Regions from separate parts of the Mus musculus genome. Here all the other regions are linked to region 1. The links are chromatin contacts, called in public Micro-C and promoter capture Hi-C maps. All regions are on one chromosome and are shown on one strand. The core of a region is the stretch at or near the end of the contact, and the rest is flanking DNA. Distances in the headings are between cores, read along the strand shown.

The links. Promoter capture Hi-C pulls out the DNA fragments that hold promoters and counts their contacts. A called contact is a pair of places that touch in the nucleus more often than the background predicts.
Region 2: a contact with region 1 is called in a promoter capture Hi-C map of pre-B cells, with 3 times the contacts expected there. The contact joins the promoter of Agfg2 here to the promoter of Ache in region 1. A contact is called at or near these places in 7 of 39 promoter capture datasets (the 3T3-L1 cell line, the C10 cell line, embryonic stem cells and 3 more), 5 of 115 datasets of contacts at active chromatin or transcription factors (the SCID.adh cell line, embryonic stem cells, large pre-B cells and 2 more) and 2 of 9 other capture datasets (adipose tissue and pancreatic islet).
Region 3: a promoter capture Hi-C map of embryonic stem cells shows a contact between it and region 1, with 3 times the contacts expected there. The contact joins the enhancer-like site here to the promoter of Ache in region 1. A contact is called at or near these places in 12 of 39 promoter capture datasets (the 3T3-L1 cell line, 3T3-L1-derived adipocytes, the C10 cell line and 6 more), 3 of 15 datasets of contacts at CTCF or cohesin (the NIH/3T3 cell line, large pre-B cells and pro-B cells), 22 of 484 Hi-C or Micro-C datasets (the Ba/F3 cell line, the HL-1 cell line, the Patski cell line and 12 more), 22 of 115 datasets of contacts at active chromatin or transcription factors (the 230-238 cell line, VIP interneurons, bone marrow-derived macrophages and 14 more) and 5 of 9 other capture datasets (adipose tissue, embryonic stem cells, liver and 2 more).
Region 4: a promoter capture Hi-C map of liver shows a contact between it and region 1, with 2.3 times the contacts expected there. The contact joins the promoter of Actl6b here to the promoter of Ache in region 1. A contact is called at or near these places in 6 of 39 promoter capture datasets (the C10 cell line, cranial neural crest, embryonic stem cells and 2 more), 1 of 115 datasets of contacts at active chromatin or transcription factors (large pre-B cells) and 1 of 9 other capture datasets (liver).
Region 5: a Micro-C map of the G1E-ER4 cell line shows a contact between it and region 1, with 2.0 times the contacts expected there. The contact joins the promoter of Tfr2 here to the promoter of Ache in region 1. A contact is called at or near these places in 4 of 39 promoter capture datasets (the C10 cell line, cranial neural crest, embryonic stem cells and 1 more), 1 of 15 datasets of contacts at CTCF or cohesin (large pre-B cells), 3 of 484 Hi-C or Micro-C datasets (all in the G1E-ER4 cell line), 3 of 115 datasets of contacts at active chromatin or transcription factors (embryonic stem cells and large pre-B cells) and 2 of 9 other capture datasets (liver and pancreatic islet).

The regions. Positions count from the first base shown.
Region 1 is chr5:137,286,207-137,289,662 of GRCm38.p6, forward strand. It overlaps Ache (acetylcholinesterase), which reads left to right and starts at 2,048. Exons shown (of 5, transcript NM_009599.4): 1 at 2,048-2,161. It overlaps Gm42456 (a long non-coding RNA gene), which reads right to left and starts at 2,438. Exons shown (of 4, transcript XR_003955815.1): 1 at 2,359-2,438.
Region 2 is chr5:137,683,205-137,687,064 of GRCm38.p6, forward strand. It overlaps Agfg2 (ArfGAP with FG repeats 2), which reads right to left and starts at 1,549. Exons shown (of 12, transcript NM_178162.3): 1 at 1,155-1,549. The coding sequence starts at 1,375. Gm15498 (a long non-coding RNA gene) reads right to left here. Exons shown (of 2, transcript XR_003956003.1): 2 at 2,181-2,437.
Region 3 is chr5:136,998,664-137,002,229 of GRCm38.p6, forward strand. It overlaps the pseudogene Gm7284 and the pseudogene Gm26989. Among named protein-coding and RNA genes, the nearest start is that of Mir702, 9.0 kb to the left of the region's middle. Within about 2 kb of position 2,203, at least 14 of the 459 cell types and tissues checked have an H3K27ac peak or open chromatin away from gene starts, as enhancers often do. A contact at or near this core is called in embryonic stem cells and extraembryonic endoderm stem cells, where this site is marked.
Region 4 is chr5:137,551,664-137,555,179 of GRCm38.p6, forward strand. It overlaps Actl6b (actin-like 6B), which reads left to right and starts at 1,883. Exons shown (of 14, transcript NM_031404.5): 1 at 1,883-1,996; 2 at 2,401-2,477; 3 at 2,850-3,015; 4 at 3,333-3,433. The coding sequence starts at 1,972.
Region 5 is chr5:137,567,507-137,571,366 of GRCm38.p6, forward strand. Tfr2 (transferrin receptor 2) reads left to right here and starts at 2,334. Exons shown (of 20, transcript NM_015799.4): 1 at 2,334-2,428; 2 at 2,566-2,612; 3 at 3,482-3,535; 4 at 3,771-3,860. The coding sequence starts at 3,503. Actl6b (actin-like 6B) reads left to right here. Exons shown (of 14, transcript NM_031404.5): 14 at 1,800-2,074. The coding sequence ends at 1,880.

The DNA of each region.
Region 1 (3,456 bases), core at 798-3,297:
CCCTCTCCCTCTCCCTCCTCTTCCCCCTCCTCTTCCTCGCCCTCCTCTTTCTCCTCCTCCACTTCTTGCACTTATTTATGGAGGGTAGGGTACATCCCGAGGTCAGAGGACACATTTCAGGGAGTTGGTTCTCTCCTTCCACCACGTGGGTCCTAAGTATGTTCGGCGACAAACGTCTTGGTTGACTGGATCATCTTACAAACCTCTTCCTGCCCTTTTGCTTACTAAGCTGTCTAAGCTATTATGGATTTATGGTAAACCTGAGGCCCATCGACAGTTTATTCTTGTCCCAGGATCTTTCTTTCAGTGAGACAAACTCATAGTTACAAAGGTCAAGAGATAAATTGCCCAGCATCACCTGTTTTTGGAACAACTGGATAAGGAACAAGATACTGTCACTAACTGGACCCTGTTTATAGGCTAAAGGCGCTGAGCTTCAAGACTGGGCAGGACTGGCCTCACTCATTCCCTCATTTCCCTTCACGGTTTTAATAATCTGGCGTTACCATGCTCAGAAGCGGCGTCAGACTCTTTCTCTCCCACAGCAACAGTAACACACACCCTGTCTGTTCCTCTTTCCAGAGACACCAGGAAAGAGACAATCAAGGGTTGGTCCCACCCCAGTCCTCAAGGTCCGAATGACAGCCTCTGGCGCCACCTGGCGATAGTCAGCACGGACCCGTCGCGAGTGAGCTGGACTGCAGATGAGTTTCCCGGCATGCAGTGGCCAGGTTCTCCAGGGACAGGAGGGTTGGAGGGCGGGGGGGGGGGGCGGGGGGGATGTCGCAGTTTGGAGAGATGAAAATCGCATATCTGGGAGAGGTTGGACTCTGCGCTGGTATCTTCTGGGGACCAGCCTTTTGCAAGACAGCGCGCCTTTGCCCCTTGCTCGGAGGAAGTGACTGATGAGTGATGAGTGTCTGGGGCTCGAGGGAAAGCTCCCGGCGTCCACAGCGAGCATGCGTGCACGTGTCCCCCTACCCCCCATAGATCCACGCAGCGCCCCATATCGCGTGCGCGCACGCACGTCCCCACGCTCTCGCGTGCAGGCCAGTCGCCCACGCAGCAGCGGCCCGCAGGCTCCAGAGCCAGATGCCCCCACCCACCCCGTGAGCCAGTTGTCTCTTTCATGTAGTGATCTCGCGTGGGCACAAAACTGCACACTTCCCACAGTCACTAAGGTGCAGCTAGGTGGGAGACTCCCTAGAAGGCTGGGCGTGTGGTCTAAGGGACTCCCAAACAGGCTGGGGGCTCCAAGTGTAGGCCGCTCCCACCTGCTAGCCACAACAACCAATGAAAGCTTGGCCCGGTGATGTCATGGACCAGCCGGACCCTTGTGATGACAGCCGGAGGTCACCGGTCAGGGGAATTAGCTCAAGCCCACCCTCGGGGGTTCCGGAAGTTTCCAGAGCTGCAGCAGAGTGCATTGTAGCATCTCCCCACAGCCTTCTGCTTGCCACTATGTGGTCTGGCTTCTCAGCTGTCCCCGTGTCACCTCTTCTTGCCCACAGGGGTCTTTTCCTATAAGGGAGAGCCTGTGTTTCTGTTATTTGTTCCTACAGGTGTTCTTTCGTCTCCACAGAGATGTCCCACGTCATCTTTTCTACCAGTGTCAGCTGAAGGGGGTCCTCAGTCAGGCTTTCTCGTGTCTCTTCTCTTATTACCCTGCCCCAAGCTTTGTCCTGGTTACAGATGCCAAATATTAGGCCTCTGATCTTTCTGGATTAGAGCTGTCAGTGTGTCCTTCCGTCCGTGAAAGGCGACCGGTCTGTCTGTGACTTGTCACCGCAGGAGACTGTCGCCTGCGTGAACGGTGTCTGGTGTCTCCGCAGGCTGCGGTCCGTCTGTCACGTGGGTGTCTGCCCCGCCGCTGCGGGTCTGCGGGTCTGTCGGTCTGTCTGAATCTACCACTGGAGTGTGTCTGGGCTCCCGCTCCCCGGGGTCTCGGGGCTTGAAGGGAGGGAGGAGGGGAGGTGGCAGCCCGGGGGAGCGGGGAGGGGCGGGGGCGGAGACAGTGGGCGGGCGGGGGCGCCGTGCGGCCCGGAGGGGTGTGTGCGGGGGGCCGGAGGCGGCTGTCACTGTCGGCTCAGCCTGCGCCGGGGAACATTGGCCGCCTCCAGCTCCCGGCGCGGCCCGACCCGGCCCGGCTTGGCCGCCTCAGGTGAGTCTCCCAACCCACCCAGGACCCTCCACCGAGTCGGGACCAATCCGCATCCCGGGGGAAACGTGCGATCCTGGAACGATCGAAGCCCCCCAACAGAGCTCCTACTGCACCTCCTGCCCCGTGGGGCCTGCCTAGAGGGGCCCCTCCACTGCCTCGCACTCCTCTGAAACTCCCGCTAGCCGCTGCATACTTACTGATGATGCTCGCTGGGCCGGCCGCTGCCTCTGCGCTCCCTTCCTGCAGGGACCCCCTGAAGGCCCCTTCCCCACTCTCTTCAAAGTCTGGGGACACTGGAAGACGCCCCCTGTTTGGGGCGGAGCCCAAACTGCGCAGGTTACTGACATCCCGAATGCACCACCCCCCATCCCGAGGGCCGCGACCCCAACGTCCCTACCCAGCTGAGCCCCTTGCCAGCTCCAGGACCCCTCCTGCGCTCTCTCTCTCTCTCTCTCTCTCTCTCTCTCTCTCTCTCTCTCTCTCTGACTCTGTCTCTCTCTATGTGTCTCTGTCTCTCTCTTTCCCTCCCTCCCTCCCTCCCTCCCTCTCACCCTCCCACCCTCCCTCTAAAAGGAGGCTCAGCGGAAGCCCCGAGTTATAATTAGCCCCACTCGGGTTTCCTGGTTAATCTCCAACAACGCCACTATCCCCAGATCCAGGCGACCAGAACTGGCTGGGTGATGGGTGAACACCCGGAGGGGGTAGTTCCGACCCGGGGAATTTTGATCTCTTGGCTGGAGACGCCGGAACTACAGCAGCTGTTGCCCCCAAAATAGCGCCCCTGCCTTTGCTACGGGGATCTCCGGAGCTCCCGGAACACAGACGTCCTGGCTCGCCCTTCAACCCCCTCTGCGATGCTCACGATTCTCCAGATACCCCCACACCAAGGCTCGGGCGGGGAGCTCTGGCCTCTTCTTGGTCTCTACTGCTCCCGGTTGGCAGTGGAGGGCATTGCAATATGGGGATGCAATAGGGGCTTGAGTTCTGGTGAGCCCCACAAGGGGCGAGTGAGACAGTTGGCTGGAGTCAGGCGAGAGGGGTGCGGTTGATGTAAAGCAAACGGGTACCAACCGGCCGTACCAGAAAGAAGAGAGGCGGAGCAGGGTGGGGCAAGGTGTCGACTGGACAAGATTCCAAGATGCCTTCAGAACCTGGGACTCCCGATACCTTGAATGCCCAACCCACTCCCCAGAAGGCTTTGGCTAACCCAGGAGAGGCTTGGGCTGTGCTTTCTTATAACTTGCAAGCTCCCGAAGGGGCCACACCCGTCCGTCCATGAGGGTCCCCTGCACCTG
Region 2 (3,860 bases), core at 299-2,798, 400 kb after region 1:
CACCCCTAGCTACATCATGAATTAAAAGTCACCGTGGACTGTATGAGACCCCGTCTCAAGACAAATTAAAAAAAAAAAAAATGGACTGGTGAGCTAGCTAGCTCAGCAAGTATGGGAGCTTACAGCCATGCCTGTTGACCTGAGTTTGATCCCCAGGCCCCACACGTAGTGGAAGGAAATTGCTGATTCCTACAAGTTATTCTCTGATAACCACACAAGCCATGGAACCTACATGTCCCTACAGTGCAAAGTAAAGAAATCAAATGCAACTTTAACGGGGGCAGAGGACGAAATGGGGAAAAGAAAAGAATATGCCATTCTGATCCTCATCTCTTCGGGAAAGCTAAGCTGTCCGCCAGGATAACCCTTTGGCTCTCTGCCCTTAGTATATTTCGTAAGTCATCTACCCTCTAGCTAGCATTCCAGAGCCTGAAAGATTAGGATCTGCACCTGATCCCTGGCTTCATACCTGCCACTCTAGGCTGTCAGCCTGGGCTAATGCGTGGAGCATTTTCCATTCCCTTCTAGGGTACTTTTGTCTTAGGCTCGACTTCCCTATTTCTTTCCCTTCTCCTTCCACCCCGTTCCCCTCCGCTCCCCTCCTGGTGGAGCGGCAAGGGTCTCATGGTTGGCCTTGAACTCCTGATCACCTCCCCCTCAGTGTTGGGATTACAGGCGTGTACCACACTACTCGGGTTTTATGCAGTGCTGTGGATGGAAACTCAGGGCGCCGAGCGTGCTAGGCAAGCACTCTACCAACTGAGATACAATGCAACCCCAGCTAAAGTTCCCTTTAAAGGTCTATGTCAATTTCTGGCCCTTTAAGTCCCTCCCCCACCCCACCCCAGTCCCTCCACACTTTCTCTCTCCCCACCTGCAATTCGCCTTCGCCTCCCCCAGGGAGTTTCTCCAATCCTCTCCTCGTGTCCTTCTACAGCCCCCACCCTCCCTCTGCAGCGCGACTCCACTCCCGTCTTCTGTCCCCCTGCGCTTTTTCCCTTTCCCCCACGACACACCTCTGCAGCAGGCGACCTTCCACCGCCACATCCAATGCCGGGGCTACCCCTCTGACCTCCTGGATCGCCCCGAGCTCCTGCAGACTCACTTCACCCGAACCAAACCCAGTTCCCCCCCCCCCCCCCGGATCCACTCACAGGAGGCCGGAGCAGGTGGTGCAGACGAAGCTGCCCACGGTGATGTCCACATACGTGACCCCGCGCTGGGCGCACTCGAAACAGTGGCGGTTCCCGGCCTGGCTGCAGCCGCCCAGCTCCCGCACTCGGCGGCACCACACCTCCGAAGCGGCTTCAGCCTCCGCTTTGCTCCCTCCGACCCCGCCACCCGGGCCCGGGCCCTTCTTAGCCGCCATCACCATCTCTCCTCCAGGTTCCTCTGCAAGTCAGCGGTCGCTCCCCTTTAACCGCTCGCTGCCTTTCCCGCCTCCGCCGCCTTCGCACGCCCGGCAACCCTGACACCAGCTCCTGCAGCCCCGACCACGACCGCGAGAGACTCTGCCGCCCCCTTCCTCGTCCTGTTCGGCACGCTGATTGGCTAGTCTCCCCCCACCTCCTTGCTTTAATTGGTTCGATTCGAGACGGCCTCCGGTTGCTGGAGCCTTCAGAACCACGCCCCACTGCCACCCGGCCTTCTGTCTTTTCCATTGGTTCACAAAGACCCCCACCTTGCAAGTACAATGCGTGCCCTCCTCCTTGTCCCCGCCCCCTCTCGCCACGGACTCCTATGCTGACTCTGATTGGTTGTTAAGGTTGCAAAATTAGCGTGCGAGAGAAAGGAGGTGTTCGGCGCGTGCGTAGTGCTCATCCTCCGGATTGATACTAATTCCCGCCAAATTTCAAAGGCTCGTTCCAGGCTGAGCCAGGAGACAAGAAAATCGGAAAGAAATTGCCCTAGGATGAGCTGGAGGAGAAAGGGAAAGACAGAGAAGGGGAGTGCTTTGTAAAAGATACTTTATTTATCCAAGTCATAGAAAGAGCCCCCACTTTAGAGTCAAGTTAAAAACCTGAGGTAGGATGCAGAAGGGATGAACGGCGTTTGCCACTAACCTTCATTCCCACTCCTGTAAGAAAACCGACTCCTATAAGCTAGCTGCCTTCTGATTTCCATGAGTACACACACACACACACACACACACACACACACAAATAAATAAATGCATGTAAAAAATATTCAAGAAAACATGTTGAAGTGGATCACAGAACTGGTTTGTGGCTCAGTCAGAATTTGAATCTGAGTCTTTTGATTTTAAAAGCTCTGCTCCGTGGCCAGGGATGTATCTCAGCTGGTAGAGTGCACTAAGCGCGAGGTTCAAGCCCCCAGCACTGCATACAACTCAGCGCGGTGGCACAGGCCAGTAATTCCAGCATTTGGGAAGTGGGGGTAGCAGTAGCGGTACTTCAGAGTCATCCTCGGTCACTGCCTGGAAAAGGAAAGGCTGAGAATAAGCAGGTTTAGGGATGCTGGCAACCATAAGTCAGGACTTTGGTTTCAGACATGCCAATGGGATGCGGGCAGATGAGAGATAGGTTTCTGAGTTATTGGTACCCAGGAGCCCATGGGCTAGATGAGGTTGCTTAATTGTTGTCATAGCTGCAAGTGTACTTCCCCCTGAGCTGTGGTGATGCCAAGTCCCCATGTACACATGCAAAGGAACCATTTTGCTTCATGTAAACCATGGCTGCATGCCTTGGATTCCAAGCAGGTGGATCGCTGTGAGTTTTAGGCCAGCCTGGTCTATGTAGTGAGTTCCAGGGGATTACACAGTGAAATCCTGTCCCCCACCCCACCCCCACCAAAAAAAAAGCCTCTTGTACATTTTCAGAGTTCAGCGTTCAGCATTTCCCTGTGCTGGCCATTTCTTGCACAGCTTCTCTTTAGCCAGTGGTTATTTCTTCACCCCTTAAAATGTTACCCACCACAAGTGAATAAATGGGCAGGAATTGGGGTGACCACTAGACTCTGATAGCTTCCAGTCTGTCTTTTGCTACAGGGTGTGGTCTGCAAGAGCAACCAGAGGGTGCGCTTCCTCCTCCTGTCTCTACTCCACCCAGGCCATATCAGAGAGTGACAACCCTATTTCCCCTCATAATCAGCAAGAGCACAGGCAGCCCGGGGACTCCCTCTTCTGCTATTGCTCCTGTGGCCTGGTGGGGAGGGCTTGGTGGCTTTCCTGGTAAGAAAAAGGCCCTTCGCCCTTGGGGAGTTAAGTCTACAGAACCCAAGCAATAGGGGGTGGGAGGTAGAAAGCAAACTTTTTTTTTTTTCAGCATGTTGCAGTGGGAGCTGAAGAGATGTCTCAGCAATTAGGAGCATTTGCTGCTCTTCCAAAGGATCCAAGCTTAGTTCCCAGTTCCCACGCTGGATGACTCACAATCATTATTACTCCAGCTCTAAGGGATCAATGACTTCTGTCTTCAGGACACTGGCATGCATGTGGCAACCGCCTCCCCCCATCAGAGCAACACACACACACACACACACACACACACCAATAATTGGGGGTGGAGGAAACGGTAGTCATAGCCTAAGTTGGTACTTTAGTCAGTTAAGTGCTCACTGTGCAAGCATGAAGACCTGAACTTTATGTGAAGAGACCCATGTGAAAGGCTACATGATACATGCTGGTAATCCCATTTCTGGGAAGGAGACAGGCGCATCCAGTCAGCCTAGCCTAGCTTAATCAGGGAACCCCAGATTCAAATGAGGGACCTTGTCCCAGAAAACAAGGCAGTGAAGAGTTTCTTATGGTGGCAAACACATTTAATCCCAGTACATGGGAGGCAGAGGCAGGTAGATCCCTGTGAATTTCAGGGCAGCCTGGTCTACATAGCAAGACAGGACTA
Region 3 (3,566 bases), core at 953-3,452, 290 kb before region 1:
GGAGTGGGCGGGTGGCGGCAGGGGCGTATCCATCGGAGCTGCCCTGCATGAGAGGAATGTGAGCCTGTATCTTCAGGCCCCGTCAGCCACGTGCGTGTCTGTTCCTGTTCCTCCAGGGCCTCTCTCATGCCTGTCTTCTCCTTTGGAGAGAATGACCTCTTCCAGCAGTTTCCCAACCCGCTAGGCTCCTGGGTACGGAGGATACAGGAGGCACTTCAGACAATCTGACTGTGGCTCTGTCTCTCTTCCATGGTCGCCTGGGTCTCCTGATACCGTTCCGCGTGCCCATCCACACTGTTGGTGAGCCATGTACCTCTGTCTCATCATCTCCCAGCTGAGAGGACTGTTCCCTTAAAGCCCGACATCCTAGCTTTCTGGTTCACACGCCTGGCACTTGCTCGGAGCAGGCCCCGACCTCTGTCCAGGCAGATCCCCGGTTAGTGGGATGTCTCAGCAATCAGTCTTCTTCCCTCATGTTCCTTCCTCAGTGGGCGCCCCAATTCCAGTGCAGCGAAGCCCGAGGCCCAGCCAGGAACAGGTGGACCAGTTGCACGAGTTATATGTAGAGCATCTCACACAGCTGTTTGAAGAACACAAGATGCACTACAGGATCCCTGCTCATCAACACCTTGTCCTGATGTCCATGTCCCTGTGTCCTGGCCTTCCTGAAAAACTGCAGGGTGGGATTGGGGACATGATTAAAGGTGGGAGCAGACAAGAAGTGTGTTTTAGCCGGAAGTGGTGGCCCACGCCTTTAATCGCAGCACTTGGGAGGCAGAGGCAGGCGGATTTCTGAGTTGGAGGCCAGCCTGGTTTACAGAGTGAGTTCCAGGACAGCCAGGACTACACAGAGAAACCCTGTCTCGAAAAACCAAAAAAAAAAAAAAAAAAAAAAAAAAGTGTGTTTTTGTGTTTGGGGAGGGCGGGGAGAAAGAGATAAGCCACAGGGCACAGGGGCAGGGGGCCCCATTGTCCTCACTGATTCTAGTAGCCAGGACCACTCCCTGCAAACAGACAGCATTGCAAGCACTTGCCTGTGTGTCAGGGTCCTCCTGCCCTGCCTGGCCTGAATGTTAGAGATCAAAGTCTCAGGTCCCCACCATTGCCCGAGACTGTGGCCAGTGGGCAGGCTAGCCAGCTGCTTCCCTACCTTAATGCCTCAGTCACCAGGGAGGCGAGCACTGTCCCCTTTCTATAGTCTCTTTCCCTCTCTTTCTCAATTCCAAGATCCTCCCAGTAACTTACCCAGACTCATTGACCAAGGAAGTTCAAAGGTCAGTCCAAAAAGGAGCCTAGAAAGTTCTGGGTCTCCATGTCTAACATCCGATCACCTCAGAAGTGAGCTGCTGGGCTGGTGAGATGGCTCAGTGGGTAAGAGCACCCGACTGCTCTTCCGAAGGTCTGGAGTTCAAATCCCAGCAACCACATGGTGGCTCACAACCATCTGTAACAAGATCTGACGCCCTCTTCTGGAGTGTCTGGAGACAGCTACAGTGTACTTACATATAATAAATAAATTAATTAAAAAAAAAAAAAAAGAAGTGAGCTGCTCCCTGGGAGTTCACGTCCCCAAACCTTCGCCGTCTGTTTCCCGGGCCCTGGAGTCCTGGTGGCGCAATGGGAGCCATTAGGTTGGATGTTCCCATGCCCCCTCCCTTCTCTCTCATCAGAAAATACCTCAGAAGCAACAACTTAAAGTGATAGGCACCTACTGGTTAGTGCTCACTTTTCTCTTCATGGGTGAGACAGGAAAGGGGTGGGGGTGGGGCAGGCATGGGGGCCCAGAGACAAGGGGACTAGGAAAGGGGGATTAGAAGACATATGGCTGACCTATGACCCTTGTGGGTACCAGGCACCAGGAAAGGGCCTGAGGAGACCACAAGGCTCTTTGGCAGGGGTGGAGGGGAGGGAGCCGATTGTATTGACTGACTGCATGACAAAACCTACGTCTTTCCTTTTCAGCCATGCCCTTTCTTCACCCTTCACTAGAGATGATTCTTGTCTGTGTTTTGTGCATGCGCATGCAGTTTTGTTTTTGTTTTCAAATATGTGTGGGTACAGGTGTGTGTGTGCTCATGTGTGTTGCACATGTGCACACCTGTTGCTCTTGGAGACCTGAGGTTGAGCCCAGCACTTTTCCACCCTGAAACAGGGTGAAACAGGGCCTCTCAATCAAACCCAGAGCACTGAAACAGGGCCTCTCAATCAAACCCAGAGCACACTGATATGGCTGTTCTTGCTAGCTGGTTTGCCCTGGGATTCCTCTCTCCAGCTTCAGAGGCTAGAATTTCAGGAGGCGTCCATGCCCACTTGGCAGTTACCTGAGTTCTGGGGATCTGAGGTCCCCAGATTGCCTGGCAAACGCTTGCCCCCTGAGCCATCTGCCTGAGTCTGGAAGATGGAGTTTTCCCTGAGAACAACACTTCAGCCCTGCCCTCTCTCTGCATGCAGGCGGAAGGCGCTGAAGGGTGAGAACGTGGAGAATTTGTAGTTCCCTATCAAGGTAACCAGTTTAAACTCTTGAAAGACAGTCTTCTTTTTCTCTGCCACCTTCTCACCTTCCTCCATCCTGGAGCCTGCACTGGATGGGTCCCTGAGCTCAGACATGGGGTGACATGAAAGAGTGACCTCCTGAACCCTGGGACCCATCTTAGGACCTTGAACTTTGAACTTTGGTGAGGTAAAGACACATCTTTCCAGCAGTAATCTTGGATTCTTGGTTTTTAATTTAACTTTTTAGATGGCTCAGTGGTTAAGAGCACTGACTGCTCTTCAAAAGGTCCTGAGTTCAAATCCCAGCAACCACATGGTGGCTCACAACCATCCGTAAAGAAATCTGATGCCCTCTTCTGGGGTGTCTGAAGACAGCTACAGTGTACTTACATATAATAAATAAATAAATTGTTAAAAAAAATTTTTTTAGGGGCTGGAGAGATGGCTCAGTAGTTTTAAGAGCACTGACTGCTCTTCCAGAGGTCCTGAGTTCAATTCCCAGCAACCACATGGTGGCTCACAGCCATCTGTAACAGATCTGATGCCCTCTTCTGGTGTGTCTGAAGAGAGCAATGGTGTACTCAGGTACATACAATATATAAATAAATCTTTAAAAATTTTTTTTAATTTACACTTTATTTATTTGGGGTCTGGGGAGGGGCTTGTGCATGCTATAGAGTGCATGTAGCAGTCAGAGTCGATTTTCTCCTTCTGTCATGTGGGTCTCAGGGGTGGAGCTCGGGAGGTCGGGCTTGGCACCTTCTGTACAAGCTGAATAATCTTACCTGGCCTTCATCCTGCATTCTGTGCCTCTATCTCCTGACATCTTCCACACACCTCAAAGCTACTGAAAACCGAAGAGCTACCTGCAGACGGGAGCTACATGCTCCGGGCCCACCCCCACGAGATCATGAGCACAGGAATCTTTTGTAATTTTCCAGTGACAGCAAGGCCTTCTCCCAGCTCTTTCCCAGGCTTGGGCCTCCGGTAGCCATGTTGGCTGGACTCTGCTATCTTCCTCTCTATGGGGAATACCTCATGTTCAGTGGTGAGCCTTGTGTGGCACAACCTAG
Region 4 (3,516 bases), core at 633-3,132, 270 kb after region 1:
TGTGTGTATCAAGGACAGAGCTCAATGTCAAGTGTCTTTCCCAGTCATTCTTTACCTTATTTTTTGAGACAGGGTCTCTCACTGATCCCAGAGCACATGGTTTCTGTGCGACTGGGCAGCCAGCAAGCCCCAGGGATCCTCCTGTCTCTACCTCCCCCACCCTGCAGGTACCAGCTGCCACACTTGGACTTTACAGGAGAGCCTGGGCTCCAAACGAAGGTCCTTGTGCTTTCCCAGTTAGGCATCTCTTCCACATCTCTTTTCCCTACTGTAGTTATTGAGACAAGTTCTCTCTAAGTCCTGTGTAGCACAGACCACTTCAAACTTACTATCCTGCCATAGCCTTCAAAATGCTGGAAAGACAGTGTTTGCCACTACACTCAGCAAAGAACAGGACTTCCTGGTGACTGACTTTAGACCACAGGTGTCTGTGTAGAGACATGGATCAAGAAGGCTAGCTAGAATGCTGAGAGCAGGAGAAATAATCTTCCCCAGGGAAGAACAAATCAGTACAAAACGGTCATCCCTGAAATCTCACGGCTGGAAAGGTGGCTCAGTGGTTAAGAGCACTGGCTGCTCTCTTCCGGAGGCTTTGGGTTCGATTCCCAAAACACATGGTGGCTCACAACCATCTGTAATGAGATTCGATGCCCTCTTCTGGTGTGTCCGAAGACAAACAGCGACAGTGTGCTCGTGTACATAAAATAAATAAATCTTTAAGTATATATACATATATATTATAATCTCAAAATTTAGAAATAGTAAAAAAGAAGGCTTGCTAGGTTAGCCAGGTGACTATATGTTAGCCATGAGCACTCACATGTTTATTATATGTTATGTACAAAGTCAAGAAGGAAAAATGGCCATCAGAAAGATGAAGGAAAGGGGCTGGAGATGCGGTTCATGTCTAACATGCTGAAGGCCTGGGTTCCATCCCCTGACCCTCATAAACTGGGGTGTTGGCATAGGCTTTGTAATCTTAGTACCCAGGAAGTGAAGGTAAAGAGACCACAAGTTCAAAGCCATCCTCATATATATATTAGTTTGAGTTTGGGCTACATGAGACCCTGTCTTAAATAAAAGAAAAGCCAGTTGTGGGCTGGGCAGTGGTGGCGCACGCTTTTAGTCCCAGCACTTGGGAGGCAGAGGCAGGCAGATTTCTAAGTTCGAGGCCAGCCTAGTCTACAGAGTGATTACCAGGACAGCCAGGACTACACAGAGAAACCCTGTCTCGAAAAAAAGAAAGAAAAGAAAGAAAGAAAGAAGGAAGGAAGGAAGGAAGGAAGGAAGGAAGGAAGGAAGGAAGGAAGGAAGGAAGAAAAAGGAAAATCTAGTCGTGTGCTGTACTGGAGGCAGCGGCATGGAAATCTCTCTGAGTTTGAGACCATTCTGGTCAAATAAATAAATAAATAAATAAGCCCAGAGACAAAGGTAAAAAGACACAGGAAGAGATGGAGAGGCATACTCCTCTGGTCCCTCAGTCTTCTCATCTCCTCATTTCTGTGATTGCATTTAGACTGAATGCGGTAGACTCTGGCTCAGGAGTCTGAGGATGGACATCTCTGGTTGAGAGGAGACCCCTCCCTCACCTACGTAAAAATATGAATAAATAAAAAAGACCAAGAAACGAGGGTCCCATGTCATCAGAAGGTCCCATTCCATCCGTTGCCCTGTGGAGTCCTCGTCTCCATCTCTTTCCTCTTTTCTCTGTGTCCATAGTCTTTGCAATTGGACCCTCGCCTCCTCCCAACCTCGGAATGAAGAAGCGGCTGTACCTTTAAAGCAGCGGCCCCCAGCCGGGTTATTGTCTCGCTTCATAACCAATCGGCCGCGCCGTTGGGGGCAGGGGATCCAGTGTTCTGATTGGCCGCCGCTGCGCCCCGCCCCGCCCGGGATCCCGGGAGCTGTCCGGCCGCCTCGGTGCTGATCCCGCCGCCGCCCACGGGCCGCGAGCAGCGTAGAGAGGGCACTATGAGCGGGGGCGTCTACGGCGGAGGTGAGCCGGCCTGGGGCACTGGGCTCTCGGCCTGGTCTACAGCCCTGCATCCCGAACCCGCGCGTCCCAAGCCCTGAGCATCCCTGGGCCTGTCACCTCCGTACTGCATCAGGTCCAGTCTGAGGTTTGGGTCTCCCACTACTTCTGCTTTCCATTCTCTTGGGGTTCCCAAGTGTACACTGCCTCTCGGGCCCTGGACCTTTCTTTTCCCTGCCAGGCCGCTAGGCAAGAGGGAACTCTGGTGGCTTTGACCCTCTACTTCCAGAACGCCCTGAAGTCCAGGTGGATCTCCCACCCACTCCCCGCTGAAGTTTAAACTGTGGCTATAACCCCAGAATCCTCTCCAAGCTATATAGGGAGACAGTTTGGGAGAGGTCTCCTCACAAGCCTGTCTCCTTGCACAGATGAGGTGGGGGCGCTCGTCTTTGACATTGGCTCTTTCTCAGTCCGAGCTGGGTACGCTGGGGAGGACTGCCCCAAGGTGAGCCTTCCAGTCCCCTCCCCAAATCCCAGGGGCTCGGACACCCTCTGCCAGGCGGGTCGGCCTATGAACAAATGCGCACAGGTCAATTCAAGTAGCTCACCTGAGTGGAGACAGGGGAAGGACCCCGGGGGTGGCTGAGGGCCTTGAGTGCAATTGAACCAGGGACTAGCAGGGATGATCCAGCTGGGCAGGGTAGTGCGTTCCTTTAAATCCCATCACTCTGGACGCAGAGACATGCAGATCTCTGTAAGTTCAAGTCCAGCCTGGTCTACAGCGACAGTTCCAGGCCAGCCAGAGGTTCACAGTGAGAGCCTGTCTCCAAAAAAGAAGGGAATAATCTAGCTCCCTGCTCATGTTCCTTGTAACCAGGCTGACTTCCCCACCACTGTGGGGCTGCTGGCCGCAGAAGAGGGGGGCGGGCTGGAGCTGGAGGGGGAGAAAGAGAAGAAAGGGAAGATTTTCCACATCGACACCAATGCCCTGCACGTGCCTCGGGATGGAGCGGAGGTCATGTCGCCCCTCAAGAATGGCATGAGTAAGGGACCCTCACCCACTACTTTCTGAAACAGACTGGGAGCCCCACGCCCAGTGTGTGGCTGCCGATCTCCATACCCACAGAACCTTGCTTGCTGCTGCCCAAGTCCCAAGGGTCTCACTGTTCCCTACAACTGCTGGGATTTCAGACCAGTTCCCCTAGAATTCTGGAACTTAAGGGGGGTGGTGCTTGTAAGCAGAAGTTGGACTCACCTACCTTCAGACTTGGCCTCCCTCCTTCCTTTACTTCCTGTCTCTGATCCTTGCCTTCCTTCCCACCTTCCCATCTATCTCTCCACGCTGGTCCTCTGTCCCTAGTTGAGGACTGGGAGTGCTTCCGAGCCATCCTGGATCATACCTACAGCAAACATGTCAAGTCCGAGCCAAACCTGCACCCAGTACTCATGTCGGAGGCTCCGGTGAGTGCCTCATCCAGACCCACGTCCAGCCCTGAGTCCCTGGAGACACATCCTTTCTGCCATCACCTCTAATGTGGAGTCGC
Region 5 (3,860 bases), core at 1,084-3,583, 280 kb after region 1:
TCCTGTGGCCAGAGAACAAACGGAGCTGTCATTCCTCAGGCACCTTCTACCTTGTTTTTTGAGACAGGGTCTCTCACTGTTCTGGAAGTCACAGGGTCACCTAGGCTGACTATCCGGTAAAGTTTAATCCTCCTGTCTCAGCATCCTTCCCACGGGGATTAAGGATGGCTCTTTTACAAGGATTCTGGAGACTGAACTAAGGTCCTAGCCTTGTTAAGCAAGCACTTTACTTACCTAACCCCAAGCTCTTTAAAACAAAATGTTTTTGGAGCAAGTGCAGCCAGTGAATGCTCTCTAAAGACTGAGGACTTCTTCAGGAGAAAGGCTGGTGAGGGTATGGTTATGGTAAGGCAGCCATAGTCATCGAGGAGTAAAGGGGACACCCTGGAATTTGGGATAGAACGGTGGTCCAATGGTAAGGGGTGCGACATGAGTCTTCCCGCGATCAAGGGGACTGTGCAGAGGAGGCTAAGGCAGAGCCTGCGAGCCCCAGGGATGTGTTTATCTCTCTGGAGCTGGGGATCCAAGTGCATACTATCACACCCAGATTTTTGATGTGGGTTCGGGGGATGGGATTCATGTTTTCAGCTACCCAGAATTCATGGCCAACCTGTGTTTCATGTGAGCCTGTTAAAAGAAAGAGGGGGAGCTGTGGGAAGGGAACAGAAGGGGAAGGGGGAAAGAAAAAAGAAGGGAAGAGGAAGGGAGAGGAGGGGAATGGGAGGGAGAGAAGGGGAAAGGGAGGGGAGGGGAGGGGAGGAGAGAAAACCAAAAGAGATGAGGTTTGGGCAAAGCCTGCTGGGAGCTGATGATGTCAGTTATGGGATCATAGGGAGTTTAAGGTCAAGGGTATTCAGGAGGAAGTAACCAAGACACAGCTGGGTATCTGAGTCGGGAACAAGAGATTGGAGAGTGGCAGGGACAAATGAGGTCACCCAGGAAGGCTGCTCTGTGAGCCAGAGACACCAACCTTCACATGGGGGCTGAGCAGCTATCCATGAAAAAAGACGGTTGGAAGGTCCCGGAAAAAAGCAGCAGGGGAGAGTAGCAGTGAGGTGCCCGGTGGTGTCAGAACGGTGATGGTGGCGCTGGCTGGGGTGGGAGGTGTATGTCCAGCTACTCTGGATGTGGAGGCCGTAAGATCACAAGGTCAAGGTCAGCCTGGGCCATTGGTTGAGACCCTTTGCCAAAATAAAAGGCAAATAAATACAAGGGCTGAAAAGATGGCTCAGTAGGCAAAGCACTTGCTGCACAAGGCATGAGGACCCAAGTTCAGATCCGCAGAACCCAACTTGTAAGGAGAACATTTGTCTGTAATCCCAGGCCTCTTCTTACAAAATGGGAGGAGACAGGCGAAGCCCCAGAAGCTCAAGGCTGGCTAGCCTCTCTACAGAGTGACAAACCTGTATGGTTTGGTAAACCCTGCCCTTTGTACTCCGTGTGTACATGTTAGCTCAACCATCACACACAAACACAGGCACAAATACAACACACATGCACAAAACATGTTTAATCTCAAGTAAGGGGCTGGGGGCGTGGCTCAGTGGTAGACCCCCCCTGCCTAGAATCCCCCAGGGAGGAGCTGGGGGCGTGGCTCAGTGGTAGAGCCTCTGCCTAGAATCCCCCAGGGAGGAGCTGGGGGCGTGGCTCAGTGGTAGAGCAGCCTAAAATCTCCCGGAAGGGGGGGGGCGGGGGGAGGATACAGGTGAGAAATGCATGAAGGCAAGTAGAAAGCCGAGGTGTGGTGGTGTAGAGAGGTGTGGGGTGACGCCTGACAGCTGATGTTGCCCTTTTCTCAGGGCACATTCCAGCAGATGTGGATCTCCAAACAGGAATACGAGGAGGGAGGGAAGCAGTGCGTGGAGCGGAAGTGCCCCTGAAGTTGCCCCCCTCCCCCAAATACCCGTCCACCCCATCCACGGAGAAACGCCAGAGGGGCGTTCTACCAGCCAGAAATCCAAAAGCGCTGAACTCTCCCTTTCCCATTACCCTCTTCTCTCTTACCCACATCTTCTTAGACTGTGATGTTCCTGAGTTGAAAGAAGAAAAAAAAAAAAGAACTTTTATGAAAATCAAGTGTTTGACTTCTTTGGGGGAGAATGGGGGCGTGGGGATCTGGTGAGATGCCAGAGAGAGACACACCTACATTCGTGCTACTCTGGGGCACGAATTTCTTAGGTTTTAGTGGGGTCAGGACTCTGGAAGGACCAGGAAGAGTCTGTACTGAGCTGGTTGTTGGTTCAGGGCTGCTCCAGAAAAGGACGTGCGGGGGCGGAGTCCTCTGGGGCGGGGCCTGGGGGCGTGCTCTAGTGGGTGTGGCCTCAGTAGGCTTTGAGTCTCCTGGGAGCATGGTCCAAGAAACCCAGAGACCTGTTGCTGAGCTGAACTTGGCTGCTGTGTCTTCCCACTCAGGACTCGGCTTTGACAGGCACGAGGCAGGGACTGGGGTACTGGTGAGCCCCTACCTCTCAGATCTTTCTGGACCTGGGTAGGACCCGCAGTTTCCCAGGGGAAACCTGGACCAGAAGTAAGGGTGAGGTGGACCCTGAACTTTCCCATTCACAGCTGCAGGTCCTGGTGTCTTCGTCGCGGCTTGGATTTCAAACTGGAGGGTAAACTGCGGTTATGGCCCTTCATCAAAATTTTAGAGTCGTAGACCCCGAAGGAGAAACACTTAAGTCCTTTAGTGATCCAAGGGGTGCTGGGGAGGACTGTGGCTTGGCCAAGACCTTTTCTGCCCCCCTAACGGTGAGGTGGAAACCCATAGTTTCCTGACTCCAAGACCCACTCGTCGGTTTCTTTTGACCTCTTTACCTCATTCCTAACACTTCCTCCCCAGCAACCAAGCAGATTCCAGACAGACAGACAGACAGACAGCTTTGTGGTCAGATTAAACCACCAAGTCACCCCACTGAGATACCGCTGTTTGGAATCTGAGACAGGGGTTGGGGCAGGAAGACCGGCTAACGGGTTATTTGGAAGGCTGTGTGCTGGGAAAACCTAGCAACCAGACCCAAGAGGTGGGAAGGGGCAGACGTTTTCATGGTGAAACTTCCAAGGGGGCTGGGGACTTTCCCCAAGGACACCCTGAGAGAGTGAAATCAGGGAAAAGGAGGGATTTACCTATATCTCCCCTCCCCCCTCACGTTAAGCCCCCCCATCCCCCAACCTGTGACGGGAACCAAGTTGGCCAAAGTCTGCTCTGAGGTTTAAAAAAAAAAAAATTGATTGTTTTGCAGTCTGCCCGCAACAGTGGGGTTTGTGGAAAGATTGGTGAGAGAAGGCACTGCCCCTTGCGGTCTAGCATGAACCAGGGGGAATGTCTAGAAGGCTGGACTGAGGCCAGACTGTGCCCCCACCCTTATGGGGAATGAGAAACGGCCTAGGTTCAGGCTGCCTGTCAGGGCTGATAAGGGGCCCTCTAGGGCTCCCACAAACGGTTTATCGGGGTTTTGTGTGTGTGTGTGTGGACTACTTGCAGAGTTCAGGAGGGGGCACAAGCATGGAGCAACGTTGGGGTCTACTTCGGAGAGTGGTAAGACCACGGGGGTGCGGAGTTGTGGTTACACACATTAGGTCTTCCTTCGTGTCCCTTAGGCAACTCCCTAATGCATAAGGTTGGCCCCACTGGTCCTCCTTGGGTCCCTCCTCTCCAGCCTCCAGAGCTCCCTTCCTCCTGGCCGGAGTCAGTGACACCATTCTTGCCTAACCCTCAGCCAACTCTTAGGCCCCCTCCCGTAATCTCATGCCTACCTCACCCCTCCACTCAGCAACAGTGGTCCCCAAGACCCTCTCAGACCATCTACAGACGCGTGGAAGGCCCTCAGCTGGAGCACCTGGAGGAGGAAGACAGGGAGGAA